2 separate regions of the Zea mays genome follow, and region 1 is linked to region 2. A link is a contact called in public Hi-C data. All regions are on one chromosome and are shown on one strand. Each heading gives the region's core, a stretch centred on a gene start, on an enhancer-like site or on the middle of the called end of the contact. The rest is flanking DNA. Distances are from core to core; before and after follow the strand shown. Region 1 holds the start of LOC103648088 (replication factor C subunit 1). Region 2 has its middle 8.0 kb from the start of LOC103648086.

What was found. A called contact is a pair of places that touch in the nucleus more often than the background predicts.
Region 1: a Hi-C map of tassel shows a contact between it and region 2, with 2.6 times the contacts expected there. The contact joins the promoter of LOC103648088 here to the enhancer-like site in region 2. A contact is called at or near these places in 5 of 25 Hi-C or Micro-C datasets (ear, endosperm, leaf and 1 more).

The regions. Positions count from the first base shown.
Region 1 is chr2:232,785,222-232,788,863 of Zm-B73-REFERENCE-NAM-5.0, forward strand. It overlaps LOC103648088 (replication factor C subunit 1), which reads left to right and starts at 1,256. Exons shown (of 22, transcript XM_008672591.4): 1 at 1,256-1,675; 2 at 1,813-1,956; 3 at 2,237-2,734; 4 at 2,818-2,885; 5 at 3,088-3,163; 6 at 3,249-3,310; 7 at 3,395-3,546. The coding sequence starts at 1,673.
Region 2 is chr2:232,650,968-232,654,451 of Zm-B73-REFERENCE-NAM-5.0, forward strand. No RefSeq gene overlaps it. Among protein-coding and RNA genes, the nearest start is that of LOC103648086, 8.0 kb to the left of the region's middle. Within about 2 kb of position 1,269, at least 18 of the 20 cell types and tissues checked have an H3K27ac peak or open chromatin away from gene starts, as enhancers often do. A contact at or near this core is called in ear, leaf and tassel, where this site is marked.

The DNA.
Region 1 (3,642 bases), core at 6-2,505, 130 kb after region 2:
GCTCAGCTGGTTTAGGCGTGAGCAGAAGGATCGTCCTCTCATATAAGGACCGGTTTGTCATCTTTCATTACCTGTACTCCCAAAAAGTACAACCACTCGAGGCTGTGTGGGCAGCCACTCAATCTGAACTCGTACGGTCCCACCCCAGGGTTATGAAGGCTGGGGTAGCACCGGGAGGATAAGGAAGGGGAATGTTTTGTCCGGTTTGGACATGGTGGTGGCCTGACTCCTTCCGGTATAACCATTAAGGTTCGGACGTACAAGGAAGGAAAGAGTTTCGGATTCGGGTCTCATTGGCCATGAGATCGCAGAGCCGGACTAGTGGGTAAAGTGTACCCCTCTGCGCAGAGTCTAAACCTATTCGAATAGTCCGTGTCCACTGGTATAGACGAGTCTGGTATGATATGACAATTAGTGTTTTCTACCACAACTGGGAACAGGGAAATGTGTGTGTATGTTCTGGAAAGAAAGTAGTACCACGGGAGCGGGAAGCTCAGTGGTAGTCAAGCAAGTGTTACTTCTATTGTTTTGGGAAAACCCTAACTATTGAGTACTGCCTTTCTCTGAAAAAGTATGAGTGACTTCAACTCCACCACAATAAGCATGTACAATATAGGTCACTTTCTCTTTACGGGAGCCGAGTGGGCTTGCGGAATACCTAGTGTATTCACCCAGATTTATTTATGTTTTTCAGCAGCTGAAGACTTCTTTTCTGCTATGCTTGATTGATGGGGCTGTGTCTTCACCCAGTTCTGCCTGTGGCCTGGGCTATTTTATCTTCCACTGCGCTTTATTTTGTTTCGGCTCACTTTCGAGCTTGTATCCCCGGTATTGTAATAACATTATTCAGACTCTGTAACTATTTGAAGTAATGAATGTGATTACTAGCCTCCTGGGACTAGTAATTGTATCACATTTGAGTCCCAAAGGATCGGGACGCTTCAGGTACACCAACTTCTTTAGTCTAATTCAGGATTTCAGGTATCCGAGACAAAGAACTCCGAAATTATTATTTTGGGTTTCTAGATTTATTACCCAATTAAGTATTTGATACTCGTTTTTTGGTTGGTTTTGGTTTCAATATTGATTCTTGTCCTGATTCTTTGGTATTTGGACGTTGGTTCTTAAACTATTTTTAGTAGCTTATCTCTATATTTATATTTAAACTCTATTTTAAAGATAATGCAGTTTATAATACAAAACACTAGAAACAAGACGATTTAGATAAACTATGGTACGACTTATGTCGAGGCCTGCATACGGTCATACGTGTTATTTCCGAAAGCCAATTTTGTGTCACACCTCCTCCGCTACCACCATTCCACACCACCGCGGGTCCTCCCGCCAGCCTCGAGAGAACCGCGCGCCGCGCCCCCATCTTTTCCCCCAAACCCTCCGCGCGAGCCCGAGGCCCCGAGCGTCAGGCAAGGCCGCACACCGCCGCCGCTTCCCCTCATCATCCGTCTCCTCCCCATCCCTTTCCCCTCATCCGCATTCGGTAGGCTGTGGCGCCAGTGTCCGCTTCAGGACTGGATTGGTCGTGGGAAGCAAGAACCGCCCGCCCGCGCATTAGAACCCTAGCCCCCGCCAATCTAACAGCGCAAAGAATCCGGAAAACCCCCGGCTTTTCGGTCTCCCGAGCCCGGGAGATCCATCCTTCGCTGCGTCGGAGATGGTGAGTGCGTTCTTGACACCCCCCCTCTGGTATTCTTCCCTCCACGGAGATTTGTTTGGCTAGCGGTTTCTTGGTTCGTTTCCTGTTCTTGACTTCCAATGCCTGATCGATTCTTTCGTTGTTTTCCGGGGGCGCAGTCGTCCGACATCCGTAAATGGTTCATGAAGCCGCAGGACAAGAGCGCGGCGGCATCTGGAGCCGCCGGGAAGCCCTCGGGGTCGGCGGCTGAGAAGAAGCCCGTGCTCAGCATTCCGGAGAAGAAGTCGGCGCCCCCCGCATTGGTAGGATTCTGCTCTGTGTTCGTAATTGTTGCCTTGTTAGCCGTAGATTTGGTTTTGACCTACTAGTTACTAGTTAGATTAGATTATTGACAAGGCTTTTGAGTTTCCTCAGCATTGCATCGATGGTATCTATGGCATTATGTAACAAATGAGCACCACCTTGTTTGGTTTGTTTGGTCAAAGCTAACAGCAGTTCTTCTCTATTTTTTCATTATTGTTCTACAATGTTTGGTGCTGCCCAAGTTCTGACATTATTAATGCCACATCTTGAGTCAATCAGGCGTCCTGTGACCATGATACTTCCGCTAGAAGGAAGACAAGCAAATATTTTGGGTCAAAAGCAGAAAAGGACTCAGATGTCCAAATGGCAGACGCCTCTGGGGGGAAGAGTGCGGCTAAAAGAAAACTTCAGAAATGCAACGATGAAGTCAAGGAGGACAGCAAGCCTTTTCCAGCAAAGAAAATGTTTGATGATGAAGAAGATGACGATTTTGTGGCACCTGCAAAGAAGAAAACTCCAGTGAAGCCACCACCTTCAAAAAAGCTTAAAGTTGAATCTAATGTTGAAGCCCCTGCAAAGACTACTGGTGTTGATGATGCTGAGGATGAGGACAGGATGGATGAAGATGCCAAGACCCCCTCTAAAGGAGCTGGAAGGGGAAGGGGAAGAGGAGGAAGAGGAGGAGCAGGAGCTGCCCCTGGGGGCAGAGGTAGAGGAGGTGGGAGAGGTTTTATGAATTTTGGTGAGAGGAAAGATCCTCCTCACAAAGGAGAAAAGGTAACACTAACGTTACTGTCAATGTTTTGAAAAATTCAAAAACTCAATGCTGAACTGTCTATTCCACCTTCTATAATTTGTAGGAGGTCCCAGAGGGTGCCCCTGACTGTTTATCTGGTCTGACATTTGTCATAAGTGGTACCCTCGACAGGTGCCAATTTCTATGTATAATATTTTTCTCTCTTACTTTTTCACTTTTTGTGGTGGCTTTTGTTAGGTTTCAGCTCTAGCATTCCCTAACTTGCTTGGGACTAAAAGTCTTTGTTGTTGTTGATAATATCATGTAGCATAGTTTAATGATAATGCAATGACCAATTAGTTAAAGACCACCTTATGTTTGTTTCTGTGTGCAGTCTTGAACGTGAGGAAGCAACTGATCTAATTAAGCGTTATGGTGGCCGTGTGACTGGCTCTATTAGTAAAAAGACGGTATGTATACTAGTAGGGCATCTTTTTATGTGACTATTGTTGTCCTTCATATATTTAATAATTTGCTGATAGTGCTTGTTCACAGAGCTACTTATTGGCCGACGAAGACATTGGTGGAGTCAAATCTAACAAAGCAAAAGATCTGGGGTATTACTTACTATTTTTCATGAAAAATATGTTGTGTATTCATTTTATTTTGTCATTTTTATACGTGCTTACACATCATTGCAGTGTTCCATTCTTGACTGAAGATGGTTTATTTGATTTGATCCGAAAATCAAAGCCTGCAAAGGCTCCTGTAGACAAACGTCAAAACAACAACAGTTCTGAAAAGCTTCAGAAATCACAGACAAAGAGCTCTCCAGCTAAAGTTGAAAAACGAGGTAGACTGGAGCTCCTAACTTCTAATGATTCTATAGTTGGATAGCATGTTGCGAGATCTTGCTTAGCATAACTTAATACTTAATTTTTTCATGCTC
Region 2 (3,484 bases), core at 19-2,518:
TCCGCGCATGCGCAGAGTCAGTTAGGGTTCCTAGTTTCTCGCGGGATTTGTTACCTAAAACCGCGGGATTAACTCGGGAAACAGTTGGAAACGGATCCAGACCTCCCCTTTATATAGATGAAGGGCTACAGCCGATTGAAACCCCCAACAATCGATCAAATCCAGTCTATTACTCGTTTTTTACCTTATGCATTAGGAGTAGTTCTAGTTTAGCCCTAGTTTAGTATTCCAATCCCTAAATTCTCCGCTTCTCTTCGACTCTACGTCGATTAGAGGAGTCTAGGTCGGTCTGCCGAGCCTAGACAACCCCTAGGATCTCTCCTCCCCGACGGGGTCCCTCCCGGGAGCGAGATCTAGGCGCCGCCGGCGACCTTCGCCGCCCCCTGCGCACGCGCGGACCGTCCGGCCCCAGGGCGCGGACCGTCCGGCCGTCAGGCAGGGAACGTCAGCCCCTGTACCAGGTCGTGGACCGTCTGGCCCCTAGCCGCGGATCGTCCGCGCCTGTGTAGAGAGCACCGCCGCCGGTTCTTGTTGAGTGTTTGGCGCCCGAAAAAGGTGTCAACATACTTTTTGGCGACTCCGCTCGGGATTAGGTGTCTAGACCTGCTAAAAATCGGCCCATAGATGGCTGGTTCTAAGGATCACACCAAGATCTCCACCACCAACATCATCAAGCCGGCCATGGATGCACTCCCGGCTGATGACTGTAAAGCCCTAAAATTGTGTAAGATAAAAAAATGATAAAATAAATAAATACATATATAAAATTGTTTTGGGACCACGGAACCTTGAGAGACTATCTAGTTTTCTTTTCTTTGTGCATATTCAATTAGTGAGAATATATTGATCAAATAACAAATAAATACTGGAATATGCATTTCATGCTGAGGTTCTTTTATATTTGCATCTGTATTCAAATTTGTGAGGCAAGTTAGGTTTGAAAAGTAGAATTTGACAATAGAAAGGGAAACAAGAAAAGAGAAGAAAATAAAAAAAGAATATACACTATAAACATATATATATTATAAATAAATAAATAATAGGCGTCGACTTAATAATAGGATTTTTATTGGATATTTGGAAAACTTAAGTTCAACAGAATTTGAATTTGAATTAGAGTCTTAAATTTGGAAAGAAAAATAAAATAAAAAAAACGAATCAACTACTTGGGCCGAATTTGGTTCCCACGGCCCAACACCAATTTAGCTGCACGGGCCAATTGATCTTGTGTTCGGCTGGTTCACGCGTCGACATGTGGGCCCCAGTGGTCAGCCTCCCCTCGCGCTTGCGTCCGCAACACCCATGGGCAGACCGCGGGCGTGCTCTCGTGCGCCAGTGTGGGCCCTAGCTGTCAGATGGTCTTCTTCCCTTCCCCGCGCTGCTCGCCGCGATTGTTGGATGGCGGTGTTGGGGTTGGAATCCTGGGACCCAGTTAACCTCGCCTTACCTGCGCTCGCTGGCTTGTGGGCCGTCCCATCTGGCGCGCTTCCCCCACGAATCTCGCCAACGGAAATCCGAATCCCGCTTCTGTCGCCATGGCCGAACTCCGCGCGGGCTGTTACAATCATGGCCGGCGGGCTACATAAATACGGCCACGTTCCTCCTTTGGGTCATGGCTCAGCTAGGAGATAGCCTAAGCGCGCGGCACCATTAGAGAACAGTAAGGAATTGAGATCGGGTGGCGGCTGTCTCGAGCAAACCACGCCCGCCACCGTTGATACCTGGAAATGCAAACTGCGTGACCTCGAATTAGGGCTGGGGAACTACATGGGTGTCGCCCTGAAGTCACTAGGGTGGACTGGTGTGGATCCGGTGCCTGGGAAGCACCAAATTCGTCACCAGAGTCGGTGAAGACCGCCGGTCCGCGCCATGGTGTGGTCGGGCACCTCCTCAAATCCTGACACCGGTAATGCTTCCATGCCGTACTCCTCGTCCTTACCAGTGTATGTACCGAACTTGGGTTGGATTAGGGTATCGGGGCCCCTGCTGGCCGTGCTTGGATGGAGCGTCGCCGTGGGGAGTAATCTCCGCCAAGCTGATATGCGGGAGGATGAAGATGGCCTCCTGGCCCTTCATTCTGTGATGGGCGGTCCAAATTGGGACACACCATCCCTTTACGCTATCAAATCTAGACCATCGATCTCGGGTTATACGATCACGATTAGAAGGAAGGCGGGGTCGGTTTTGAACCGTAGGATAGAGATCTAGCGAACCACGTGACATACCGGTTCAATTGAAGTGGGCTTCTAATCTGAACCTTTGACTCGCGATCTGACGGCCCAGAGGTAAGCATACCCCTTCGCCGTGAACTTCTTTCAAAAGTAACCCTAGGGTTTTACCTATTCAACCCGCCGTCCGCGCGGGGTGAATCCTGAGTCTTGGGAAAGTTTTGCGTGGTAACCCCTGCGTTCCTCTGTTTTTTACGCCCAGTCCAGAAAACAATAAAAATAGAAAATTAATTATAGAAATTGTTTGTTAATAAAAAATCAATTCCAGAAATTTGTATAATTCATAACTAATTCATTTTAAGTCCAAATTGATCCATTCCAATTTCTGTAATTTTGTAATATTATTGTTTATCAACTAGTGTCTCTGTTTTGATATGAAAACCCTATCAAAATTAATCTCCTAATTAATCTTGTACATGGCACCTAGAACTTTTGGAAATCCATAACTTAAAATCTATAACTCCAAAATTAATAATTCATGTTCCTGTGATCTTATTTTAATATGTAGATTATTAATATGTATTTTCATATATGTTTGGTGTGATGTTAATTTTGCATATACACTGTTTGTTTGTATTGCTATGACTAGCGTGAGGTCACGTGTCATTTGAAGAGCAAGTTAGTACCTGGAATCTCAAGTGCCAGGCAAGTTGTGCCCTTGATCACTTCTTTTACCCACTCATGTTCTAATTAATCATAATGATCTGCATAGGTTAATTTTGATGGGACCCAATAGGTTACCCTAGTTTGATTATCTTTATACCTTGTTTACCACTGAATTTTTGGGTAGTACCTGCTATTGCTTTATGTGGTTATGGGTATGGAGATACATTTTATTCATGATTATACCTTTATTATCAGTTGTTATTTATTGTTCATGATAAGATCATTATGTTAATTGGAACATGGAGAACCACCCGAGAAAACAGTGCTACCACAAGGGTTTAATGGGACGCCCTTGGCTGACTAACTAGGAAAGCTAGTGGAGGACTACCTTACCCGAAAGGGGCAAGGGCAGTAGGGGAGTGGTCAGTGTAGGAAGGTCCTCAGGTTGATTTTGCTGCGATGGCGGTCAGACGAGGGATTCCTGCATTGGAGCTTCCTATAAACTGTAGCGGGTTTTCTGAAGCTAGTGGAACTTTGTAAAGGCCTCATAGTGTTACCCTGCCTCGCCTCCTCAGTAGAGGTGTATGGGATTGGCCGTCTCTTGGCAGATGGGTAACATGACTTGTGGGTAAAGATGCGCAACCTCTGCA